Regions from separate parts of the Canis lupus genome. Here region 2 is linked to region 1. Evidence: chromatin contacts called from public Hi-C data. All regions are on one chromosome and are shown on one strand. Each heading gives the region's core, a stretch centred on a gene start, on an enhancer-like site or on the middle of the called end of the contact. The rest is flanking DNA. Distances are from core to core; before and after follow the strand shown.

Evidence for each region. A called contact is a pair of places that touch in the nucleus more often than the background predicts.
Region 2: a Hi-C map of tumor fibroblasts shows a contact between it and region 1, with 5 times the contacts expected there. The contact joins the promoter of TSC22D2 here to the enhancer-like site in region 1. A contact is called at or near these places in 4 of 9 Hi-C or Micro-C datasets (amygdala, liver, skin fibroblasts and 1 more).

What each region holds. Positions count from the first base shown.
Region 1 is chr23:45,448,504-45,454,052 of UU_Cfam_GSD_1.0, reverse strand. The region is part of intron 1 of LOC119865420 (a long non-coding RNA gene); the gene reads left to right. Among named protein-coding and RNA genes, the nearest start is that of TSC22D2, 160 kb to the left of the region's middle. Within about 2 kb of position 1,987, at least 5 of the 20 cell types and tissues checked have an H3K27ac peak or open chromatin away from gene starts, as enhancers often do. A contact at or near this core is called in liver, where this site is marked.
Region 2 is chr23:45,606,168-45,610,949 of UU_Cfam_GSD_1.0, reverse strand. TSC22D2 (TSC22 domain family protein 2) reads right to left here and starts at 2,999. Exons shown (of 4, transcript XM_038571204.1): 1 at 909-2,999. The coding sequence starts at 2,830.

The DNA of each region.
Region 1 (5,549 bases), core at 738-3,237:
ATTACTTTCCGAGATGGCAGTTTGAGACCTATGTTTTAAGTGTTTGTCACCCAGTAATTTCCCTTCTAGGAATTTATCCCACGGACAGAATTATAAAGATATTCTTACAAATAATATTTTGATGGATAGCCTTGAAACAGTAAAAAATTGGAAACAACACGAATGCCAACAATATGAGGTTGGGGAAATAAACCACGCTACATCTGTAGGACAGCTATGATGTAGCAAATTAAAAAAAGAGTCATTCCAAGAATATTTAAAGATATGGAAAAATGCATAAATATAACATTAGGCTTAAAATGCAAGGCATAAAACTGGAGGGGTAAAATAACCCTTTTTTCTTTAGTTTGAAAAATATTCTTCGTATCTCTTTGCGATCTTACATATATATATGATCATATATATATATATACACACACACACACACACACACACACAGAACATGTACATGTTTTAAAAAACCAGCAGGAAATGTGTCAAAGTGTTAGTACTGGCAGTCTTTGGGTAGCAATATTTTGATTATTTGTATTTACTTCTTTCTACTTTTTTGTATAATCTAACATTAGCTGAAGCAGTAAGACATTGTTTCTAAAAAGATGAGCTGGTGCCACATGAGCCCTGATCCACGTTTGCAGTGCCTTCTTGTCGTCCCAGACAAAAGTTTGTTTTGCTGGTTGCTACCGAGTGTTATTTTTCTCCTAACCTTTGCTCTCTTTCTCCACCATTGGCTTCCAGATGTCTGCTTTAACCAAGTTCAGGGCTCTCGACTCCCGTCCTTCTCTCCCCTAGCTTGGACAGAAAATTCAGAAACGACACCAAGGCTGCCAGTCTGATAGAGTCTGCCCCAACACGAGTGTCAGTCAGAAACCCCTTGGCATAATGAAAAATCACGCGACGGGGAATTTGAAGCTTTCGTAAACAACACTGAGGATTGAGCTTAAGATCGGTGAGACTTTGGGGAGGCATCTGTCCCTCTACCCTCTCCACCTGGGACTGCATCTGCCCTAGTGCTTTGTGAACCTCACGGCCTAGGAGGGAGAGGACAAAACAATTCTTGCAGAACCACTTCACTTTTTGGTGCTGTTTGGTTGAAAGTGATAGATTTTCAACTTCCAGGAGAAACTACATTCAGCATGTAATCTATATAAATAGGCTGGAAAAAAACCCAAAAAACAAAAACCACGTAAGACAAACATTTGCATACATATGAAACTATGCATATTTCTTTTTTAATTTTACCTGGGAAGTGAGAATTATGACGGTGGTTTTTCATATGCAAATGTTTGTCTGAAGGTTCTACTGTTTGCCATGCCATTTAGAATTTTGAAAACACTAGAGCCTATATTCCACTCCTTCCTTCTTTCTTAAACTTGGATCAATTTTCTCCTGGGTGAAGTTTAAAATAATAAAAACCGAGACACCATTTGCTCAATGCCTCCTGTTGCATAGCAATCTAAACAAACAAGCCCCTTTCCTCTGTTAAGAACTTCCAATAAAACACATCACAAAGGTTGTGTTTTAAAAAGACGATTTCCAAGCCTCCTTTTTAAAAAAAAAAAAAAAAAAAAAAAAGAGGCCAAAGATTGCAGGCAAAAAAACTCAATTGGCTTTTTCAGTGAGTCACTTCACTTCTCATGCTACTGAAGGGATTTGAGAACGTTTTTTGATTGTGGTGAGGCCAGAGGGGCTGAGCTGGATACATGAATACCAAGCCAACCAAAGCAGAGAAAACACCAAGAAATCATCATCACCCTCAAGTCTTCAGGATCTTCTGTGTGCCAGGCTCTGGGTCATGTCAGTTATCTAAGCCCGTAACAAACCTTCTATGTTGGGGGTCTTCCATTTGCACCCCTGGGTCACCTCTCGACTCTTCTCCACCCTGTCCTCTGCCCAGGAACGATGACCTATATGCACTGAACAGAGGGCTCCCTTGCCCAGGGCACTGGCAGGAGAGAGGAGGGAGGAGGGAAGACGGGGTATTTATTTTCCTGGCTACCTCCCTGCTGGTTACGGCAGGTTGGCTGTGTGGCTCCATCCAGAGTCACAGCTCCTGCCAAGCAGCCCTGTGCTTCCAGCTCCCCTCCCTGAATCCAGGAACCGCACCTCCCTCCCTGCCCCCTTGGGGCTTGCATCCCCAAGAGCTGCAGAGGTTGATTCCGTCCCTGACGGCAGAGTCCAGCCCCACTGAGACCTCTGGGAAGGGTCTCTCTGTTCATGTTTTTCAGGCACCCTTGTGTCTAGGTCATTGGTTTGCTGTTTATCTGTTTTCCCTGCCGCCACCCTCAAGGAGACCGGTGATAGTTGTGGTGAAGAGGGCTGCACTGGGCCCTCACTGACTCTCACTCTCCAGCTTATTATTTCAGCAGAGCAAACCTTTCACAGGCACCACCGAGGCACCCGGTTCACCCCCAGTGGAAAAGTGTGCAAAAACCTGCCATCTTTAGACTCTCCTGAGCCCTTGGCTTTGGTCAACCAGTTTGGGCTCTGTCTCTGAGAGATGGTGCAATTTTCTCCTTCCACAGGATTGCTCACTTGGTCAACGGGCCTTTGCTACCCTTCCAAAATCACACTCATCCCTCAGGACCGTCTTCCAACCCCACCTTTTCCAGTCAGCCTTCCTTTCCCTGACGTTCCATTTGGAAGTGAACTCTCACAGCAACGCCTTCCTGTGTGATACGTTGGGGCTCAATCAGCTGCCTCCTTGCTACACATCTTCCAGTGTCCTGGAAACATTAATTACATTTGGAATTCTTTGTCTTTTCAAACTCATGGGCTTTGGCACCCAGGGGTTTTGGCCTGAACTGTGAGCTCTGTCAACACTGGAAACTCATACAAGTTATTCACCTAGCAGAGTCTTCCTTACTCAAAAATGAAAGGGTAATAGTAAGAGCTGCCTTCTACTATAGTGGGAGCATTATGTGTACATATATAAAACTCTTATTCTGGGGTATGGCAGTCACATATTAATTTACTTCTCTTTTTTTCCCCTTTTTCTTCCAACTAGGGCTCACAACTAGCTAAAATTCATTGAGTGCCTATGACGTGCCCTGTACTATTCTAAGCATTTTACACACATTATTTTTTTTCACACATTAATTTATATACAGCAACCCTCTGTCTTATTATTCTCCAAACCTTACAGATGGAAAAACTGAAGTTACAAAGAGGTTAAGACCCTCATCCAGGGCACGCCCAGGGTGTAAGATGGGAGCATTGATTCACAACTAGGTCGCAGGTTTTAGGAGGCAAAGATCTGTTTTATTGCAAATTTCTTGCTGTCTTTTCACGGGGCCTAGCACCATGTCTTATATAGAATACAGTCGGTGTTCCGTAAGTGTTGATTTCATCCCAAGAGCCAGAAGCAGTTAAGCTAGTGTCGCCATGGGTAGGGGGCTAGAAACACACTTGGTCAAAGCAGCAGCTGCTTGCACAAAGCGGGGGGTCCCGTGTGCAGCTGGGAAAGGCTGGGATGCCAGGTTCTGGCAACTGAGGAATGTGGCTGCTGCTGGAAGTCGGAGAGTGGCCAGCCAGGGGCCGGGCAACAAAGAACCTGAGTCAGGTTGGGGGGGGGGTGGGCAACACCAGGGGAAGGTCTCCCCAGTGAAGGCTGAGCTCCTCTCTCAGCAGTCCTCCCGGGCTCGGAGGAGACAGCAAATCTCCCTCCATCCTGTGGGTCATACCACTGGAGCATCTTTAAAAATACTTAGCCCCACACTGATGAGCCCTTTCCTGCTGCTTTCCTACCTGAGCCAACAGCCTCAGAGCTTTCTGGGATTTCTGTTAAAAGCTACTCAGATCCCAGGACTCGTTCTCCACCAACACAGTCGTTGCTCCCGCCAAGCATGGGACATATGGCTGAGCATGTGGGAGGGGGGGCAGATTAGCCAGGAGTGCTGGCGAGCGGCACATGCTTTCATTAGGATGGATGTGTCACAGTAAATCATCTTGTAAATGTTCCCTCCCTTCCCTCTGCATAGCGAAACATAAAGGAAGATGAATTACCCAAAGCACCATAATGCGGTTGGAATATGCCAAAGCTTGTGCCTGAGACACTTACTGACATTTCCTTAAATATCTTTTTAATATCTTGGCCAGGTCAGGCATACCAATGGCATTACAGAGCTTGCAAATCAATGCCCCAGCTGTTTTGGTTTTTTAATAAAACTGAATGTGATCTCTTTAAAATGATTGCCTTCCGCACCCCTCACCCCCCCCTAGCTTTTACAGGGCTTTCAGAGAGCAGGACTGTGGGAGCCCTGAAGTCAGGAGTTGGCTCTGAAAGAGTAGTTGTTCCTTTTGGGGTGGGGTGGGGGGAGCAGAAATCAACCATTTGCTGGATCATTGTCGTCATCTGTTCCTAGTCCCCTGCCTCACAAATCCCATCTACACGATTCACAAGACCAATGTGTGGTTCGCTGCTGTCTCTAAAGAGTGAATTTACCAAAAATCTCGCTGAGAAAGATCTAAAAGGTTTCAGCTTCTAAAAATCACGTTGGTTTCTCCATCTGGGCTCGGTCCAAATGATTTATTCATAATTTTATTCGAGATCTTTTTCTAGGGCAATTCTTTGTATCAACATAATGAGAATGGAAAGAGCCCCTACTAAGAATCCAACCATATGCATGTGACTTTTGCCCCCTGAAAAAAAATGCAATATGTAAAACTGTCATCAACGGGTCACCATCTTGGCCACTGGATAGCCTCAGTCCCCAGTTACAACAGGAATTCCTCATGCAAATAAGGACATGGTCCTGTCAAATGTGAGGCCCCAGTAGGAGGAGAAATCCAATATAAGTGCCTATAAATCAGAGTTTTATAATGATATTAGTTGACTGCTACTTATGGGAGTCATAAATGTGACACCACAATAAACAGGCAAGTTTCTTGAGGATGTATCCGAGGACTCTTTTACTGGCTTTGAGGAACTGCAGTACCTGCATCAGGAAAGTCTCCTTTGCTGTTGCAGTTTATTGCTTTTATTTGCTGTAGTTTGTACAAAATGTCTAAATGTCCTTCCTTCCAATATTTTGCCTGGGCTATATTAGTGCAAGTTTGTGTTTTCCCTGGGCCTCCAGAACCACAAGCCAAATTAAGACAAATGGGGAGTTGGAGCCTCAGCTGGGCCCCCCGAGAGGCCTCCTCCCACTGCCTTCCCCTGCGCTGACTTTTCACAAACCAGCTTCGAAGCAACTGAAATTTCCCTTTTTGAATTTTTTTTTTTTCCCCTGACCACAGGCAAAGTCCTGTCTCCTCAGTTCTCTGAAAGTTATCCATTCCTGAATTTTACCCCTAACCACAGTGGAGGAAAGGGAATGGCTGAGGTTAGGAAATATGGAAAGAATGTTAACAATTTACCACTAAAATATACATTAAGAATATTTTCAGCAAGTATAATCTCCACGTTGAACTTCTAAATCTAGAATTCTCTTGTCATGTGACCTTCTTCGCATTGATGTGTGCCCCTTACGGCCTCAGTTGATCTCTTCCTGAATGAACCCTCTGTAGAAGGTAGAGCTGATTAAAAATAGACAAATTCAGCCTCCAAGTTT
Region 2 (4,782 bases), core at 1,750-4,249, 160 kb before region 1:
CACTTAAAATCCTCACTGAACCATAACCAAACATCAACTGTTGTAGAATTGGTATGGCAATACACCAATTTTCACTTAAACCATTATAGAAAGCATCCCTTAAATAGAGGGAGCCAATTATTGACATGAACACTTTTACTATAAAATTACTCTAACTTCAAGAACTGTAGCTTTTACTACTGTCAGAGTCTTATTTCATACCTCCCTTTCTATAGTAAAACAAAACAAAACAAAACAAAAAACTGATGGATGATAACACACCTTTTGCTTTAAAAAAAAAGGGGGGGGGGTCTTAACGATGTCACTGGGAAGCCTCCTGACCTTCTATGTTCTTTTATTAAAAAGGCTGGAGGACGATATGATCTTCAAAGCCAGACATGACATTTCACCACTCTCTCCAGCCTTTGCAGACACACTGGAGGAGATTCCTTACATGGATCTATCCCTATTATACGACCTCTGGTTTTCCAGAATGGGAAACTTCTAATTGTATGTCCTGGTCTCCAAACTCACACTGACAAAACTCTGCCATAAGCGTTCAGGTGTGATTGTTACCTAAGAAAATGCTATGGGGCATAATCTACCAGGTACCACCTGTAAATCGAGAAAATTAAGCTTAAACCCATCTTTCTGAATGAACAAACGTTGTATCCTTATCCAATTCAATGCTCTTAAATGACTGTGACAAGACCAATTCTCTCATCACACACCTTTACATTAGCAATCTAAAACTAACGCCTTTTCAAAAACTGACAAATCAATCTGACTAAAAACGCAATTTGTCTATTTAAAAAATGCTAAGGGCCTCAAACTGCGGGGGGGGGGGGGGCGAAGAACTCTTAAGTTGCATTCTAAACTAGTGTTTGGTCAAGGGTTCCTATCAAGTATTTTAAGGAAGATTTCCATACCTGTCTTCATCGCCATCCACGGGAATAGCTATGCTGAACACAGAGGTGGCGAGACTGTTCATAGGTGTTAACTGAAGGGGGTTGGCCAGGGCATCTGCAACAGGAGGCTTCACGACAGGCTTAGTTTCAGCAATGAGAGAAAGTGGTGGTTGAGGTAGGGGTTCTGATTTTCTTCTGGTATCGTCGGCTTGCCCGACCAAAGGCTGGGTCTGAGTCTGGAACTGGCTTAGGTCAGCCTGCGGTAGACTCGTCGGTGCACTGGGTGTGCCTGGCGCTAAGGGCAGCCCACCGTGCGGGATTACGCTGCTGCTCCGGCTGACGGGCGTATGGCTGCTCAGCTGCTGCGACTGGGCCAGCGGCGCGGGGACATTTGGCATAGTAATGGAGGTGGTAGACGCACTAGGCACGCTTGGAGCGGGCGCGGCTGCAGGCACGTTTGGAACTCCGGGTAGAACGGCGTGGGGGCCGCCGGGCACGGCTGCCGGCGCCCCACTGCCACCCATCTGCGGCGGAGGCACGGACTGGGGCTGCACGGTCCCAGGGGGGACCAGGCCCGGCTGCACCGCGCATCCAAGAGCAGCCAGGGGCACTCCGGCCGGCTGACCGGGCGCCGCCTGTCCTCCGGGCGCGGGTCCCGGCCCCGGGGCCACGGCCTCGCCGGGCAGGGAAGCCACGCCCATTATCTGCGCCCCCACCGCGGCGGCAGTCGGGCCGGCGCCCACGGGAAGGCTCGCTCCGGCGCCGGTGGACGAGGGCTGCGCGGGGCTTGGCGGCTGCAGGCCGGCCACGTGCTGCTGTAGGTACTCACTCTGCCCCGCGGGCTGGACTGGCAGCAAATGCCCGGGCGGTAGCTGAGGCTGGGGGTACGCGAACGGCTGGGGCTGCTGCGTCGCAGGAGCGCCGACCGCGGGGCCCGGCTGCTGCGGCAGGGTTACATTCGTCAGCGGCAGCCCTTGTCCACTGGGGCCCTGCGGGAGGACGCCGGGGCCGGTTCCCTGGGGCTGGCTTGGCTGCGGGGCCGCGATCATTGGCTGTGGCCCGGCCGCGGCTCCCGGGAACGGCGGCACCGGAGCCGCGCTTTGAACCACAGCCCCACCTACGGGCGGCGGTGGCTGTGGCTGCCCAACGCCAAAACTCTGCGGCTGGGCCGGGGCGGGCTGGCTCATTTTCTCCGACGGGGGTAGCTGTGACACAGCAGTCAGGGAACTGTCAGTTCCCGAGTCGGGCCCGTGCGCCCCCGGCACGGAGGCCACCACCACCACCACCGACCCTCCGGTGGCGCCCAGGCCGCTGTCCCGCTCCGCAGTCTGGTCGAAAGTACTGCTGTGCCTAATGCAATCCCCGGACCTGGTCAGGACGCTGCTGTCTGAATCCCGCTCATAGTATTCCATGCACGTCCATCGGCCGCGTCGGTAGGGCTCCCCGCTCCCGTGGTCCAGCTTGATGACTCGAAAACGGGAACTGCAAGTGGTGGGGGGCTGTGCTGGGGCCGCAGTCCCAGGCCCGGCGGACGAGCCCGCCGCCGGGGGGGCGCCCGGTGCCCCCGCCGAGGGGGCCGCCGGGGTACCGGCCAGCGCGCCGGCCACGCTCCGGGCCGCCGCGGCTCCTCCTCCGTTGGCGGGAGCCGCCGCCGCGGCCGCCAGCTGTCCGTCCAGCAGGAGGTTCGGGGACACGGTCCCGGGAGTCTCCGCATCCCCAACATTGTTGAGCGTCTCTTCGGAGGAGCTGCGCTCGCAGACCTCCTCGGGGCCGTAGTCGGTGGCCCGAGACACGTCGAAGATCTCGGAGGACACGTCCTCTGTGCGCGACTCGTCCGGGTCGTCCAGGCTCTCGGTGTCCTCGGTGATGCTAGTGGCCACCTGGGCGGTGGTGACACTGGTGATCTGGAAGCAGCTCTTCTTCTTGGCCGGCATCTTGGACATGGTGAGGGAGGCCGGCGGGGGGCGGAGAGGCGCGCCGGCTCCTCCGCGGTGTGGCCGGAAACCGGCAAGGGGGGGCCCCCAGGAGGCAAAGTCCGAGTCCGCGCTGGGGTCGGGGAGGCCGGGCGGCCGCTGCTCAGAGCCCCCGGCCGCTCGGGGCGCCGGCCGCTCCGGGACGCATCCCTCCGCGCCGCTTCCTCCGGCTCTGCCCCCCGACGCCCTCGCGCGGCCGCTCCTCCTTCCTCGTCGCCTCCCGCAGCCGCGGCGCCTCAATTCAATCCCCTCGGCGGCGGCGCGGGCGCGGGCGCGAGGGCAGGGGCGGGCGGCCGGCTTCCTGCTCCCGGCGCCGGGGCCGCCGTGGTCGGCGCAGCTCGGCGCTCGGCGCGGTCCGCAGGCCTCGGCCGGGGGCGGGAGGGCGGCGGGAGGGCGGCGGGGCGGCGGCGGCGGCGGCGGCGGCGCGAGGGGCGGCGTGAGGGGCGGCGCGGCCCCGCTCGGGCTCGTCAGCGCCGGGAAGCAGGGGAAGCGGCGGCGAGTCCGGAGCCGGGGAGTCCGGATTCCGGCCGGAGCCGCGGGCTGGGGCGGGCTGGGGCGGGCTGAAGGTCCGCGGGCGGCCCCCTCCTCCCCGGCGTCAGCCGGAGCTCAGCCCCGGGGCCATGTCGGCCGTCTCCGGCGGAAGCCCGCTCCGGGGGAGGGAGGGAAGGCCGGCGCGGTCCTCCCCTCACGGGGGAGCCACCCCGCGGGCGGCGGCGACGGCGGCGGCGGCGGCCTCCCCGCGCGGCTCCTGAGAAGACTGAGGGGCGGCGGCGGCGGCGGCGAGCGGAGACGCTCCGGCTGCGTGAGGTAGCGAGCGGCGGGAGCTTCCTCGGCTCCTCCTCGGTGCGCCGGGTCGGCGGACCCCGGAGAAACTGAAAATTCAAACTGCTCAAGCGGCGGCTGCAGCTCCCTCCCCTCGGCCAAGATGGGGCTGAAATGGCCGCGCCAGGGATGCTGGGAGGAGCAGCAGCCCCGCTGCCGCCGCCGCCGCCTCTGTCGACTAAAATGCCGCCGCTGCCGCAGCCACCGCCAGCGCCGCAGCCGCCGCCGTTCCGTGACGCGCCGGCGTCGTGACGTCAGCGCCCCGCCCCCTCCGGTTTCCTGCAGTTTCGCGTGGAGGCTTGGGGAGGGGAGGGGAGGGGAAGGGTGGGCGGGGCTAAAGGTTTAAAAAAATAAAAAAGGGAGCTTTTTTTTTAAATTTAAATTTTTTTTTTTTTTTTTTTTTGAATTGAGCATTTACGCTTCAGGTCTTTAGGAGTTGAAGAGCGCAAAGCCTCCTAAATGCGCAGCCTGGAGAAGCCGGACGACCGCGCCAGCAGGTTTTGTTCCGAGACGCCGGAACGCTGGATGGAGGTCATGTGCTGTGTCTAATGTTTAGCAAAAAAAATCTTAAGAGAAACAGGGGGCGATAGAAATGGGGGTGAGGGGGGATTGAGGCAGGATAGAGAGGGGCGCTGCTTAGGGGGAGCGAGTCCCTTAAAAAAGTCTGCAGATAAATGCTGACCACTAGAGTCAGAGGCGAAATGGGGATGATTAACCAAGAGCAGCTAAGCCAGACTGAGTCAGAAAACTGATCTTTTCAGCCAGAAATTCTGTCTCCAACAATGGCATCAGGAGATGGTTATTCGCCCAGGGTGAGGTCAGTTTAAAAAAAGATGAGAGGTTACCAGCCTATTCCTAATTTTCCTGACTCTGCTGTGATTTCAGCGTCGAAGAGTTCATTTAAACTCCCGAGACTGTTGTTTTTTTTTTTTTTTTACTTTCAACAAGAAAGCAGCTTACGGGCTCCATAAATGTAGAGCCTACCGCGTTAAATAGTTGTAGTTCTTTCTTTTGTTTATCCTAAAACCCTTAGTTGGAGCCAGAGTGTTACAAGGTTTGAATTGGGCCATGAACAACCAGAGTAAGTCAGAAAGCACCCT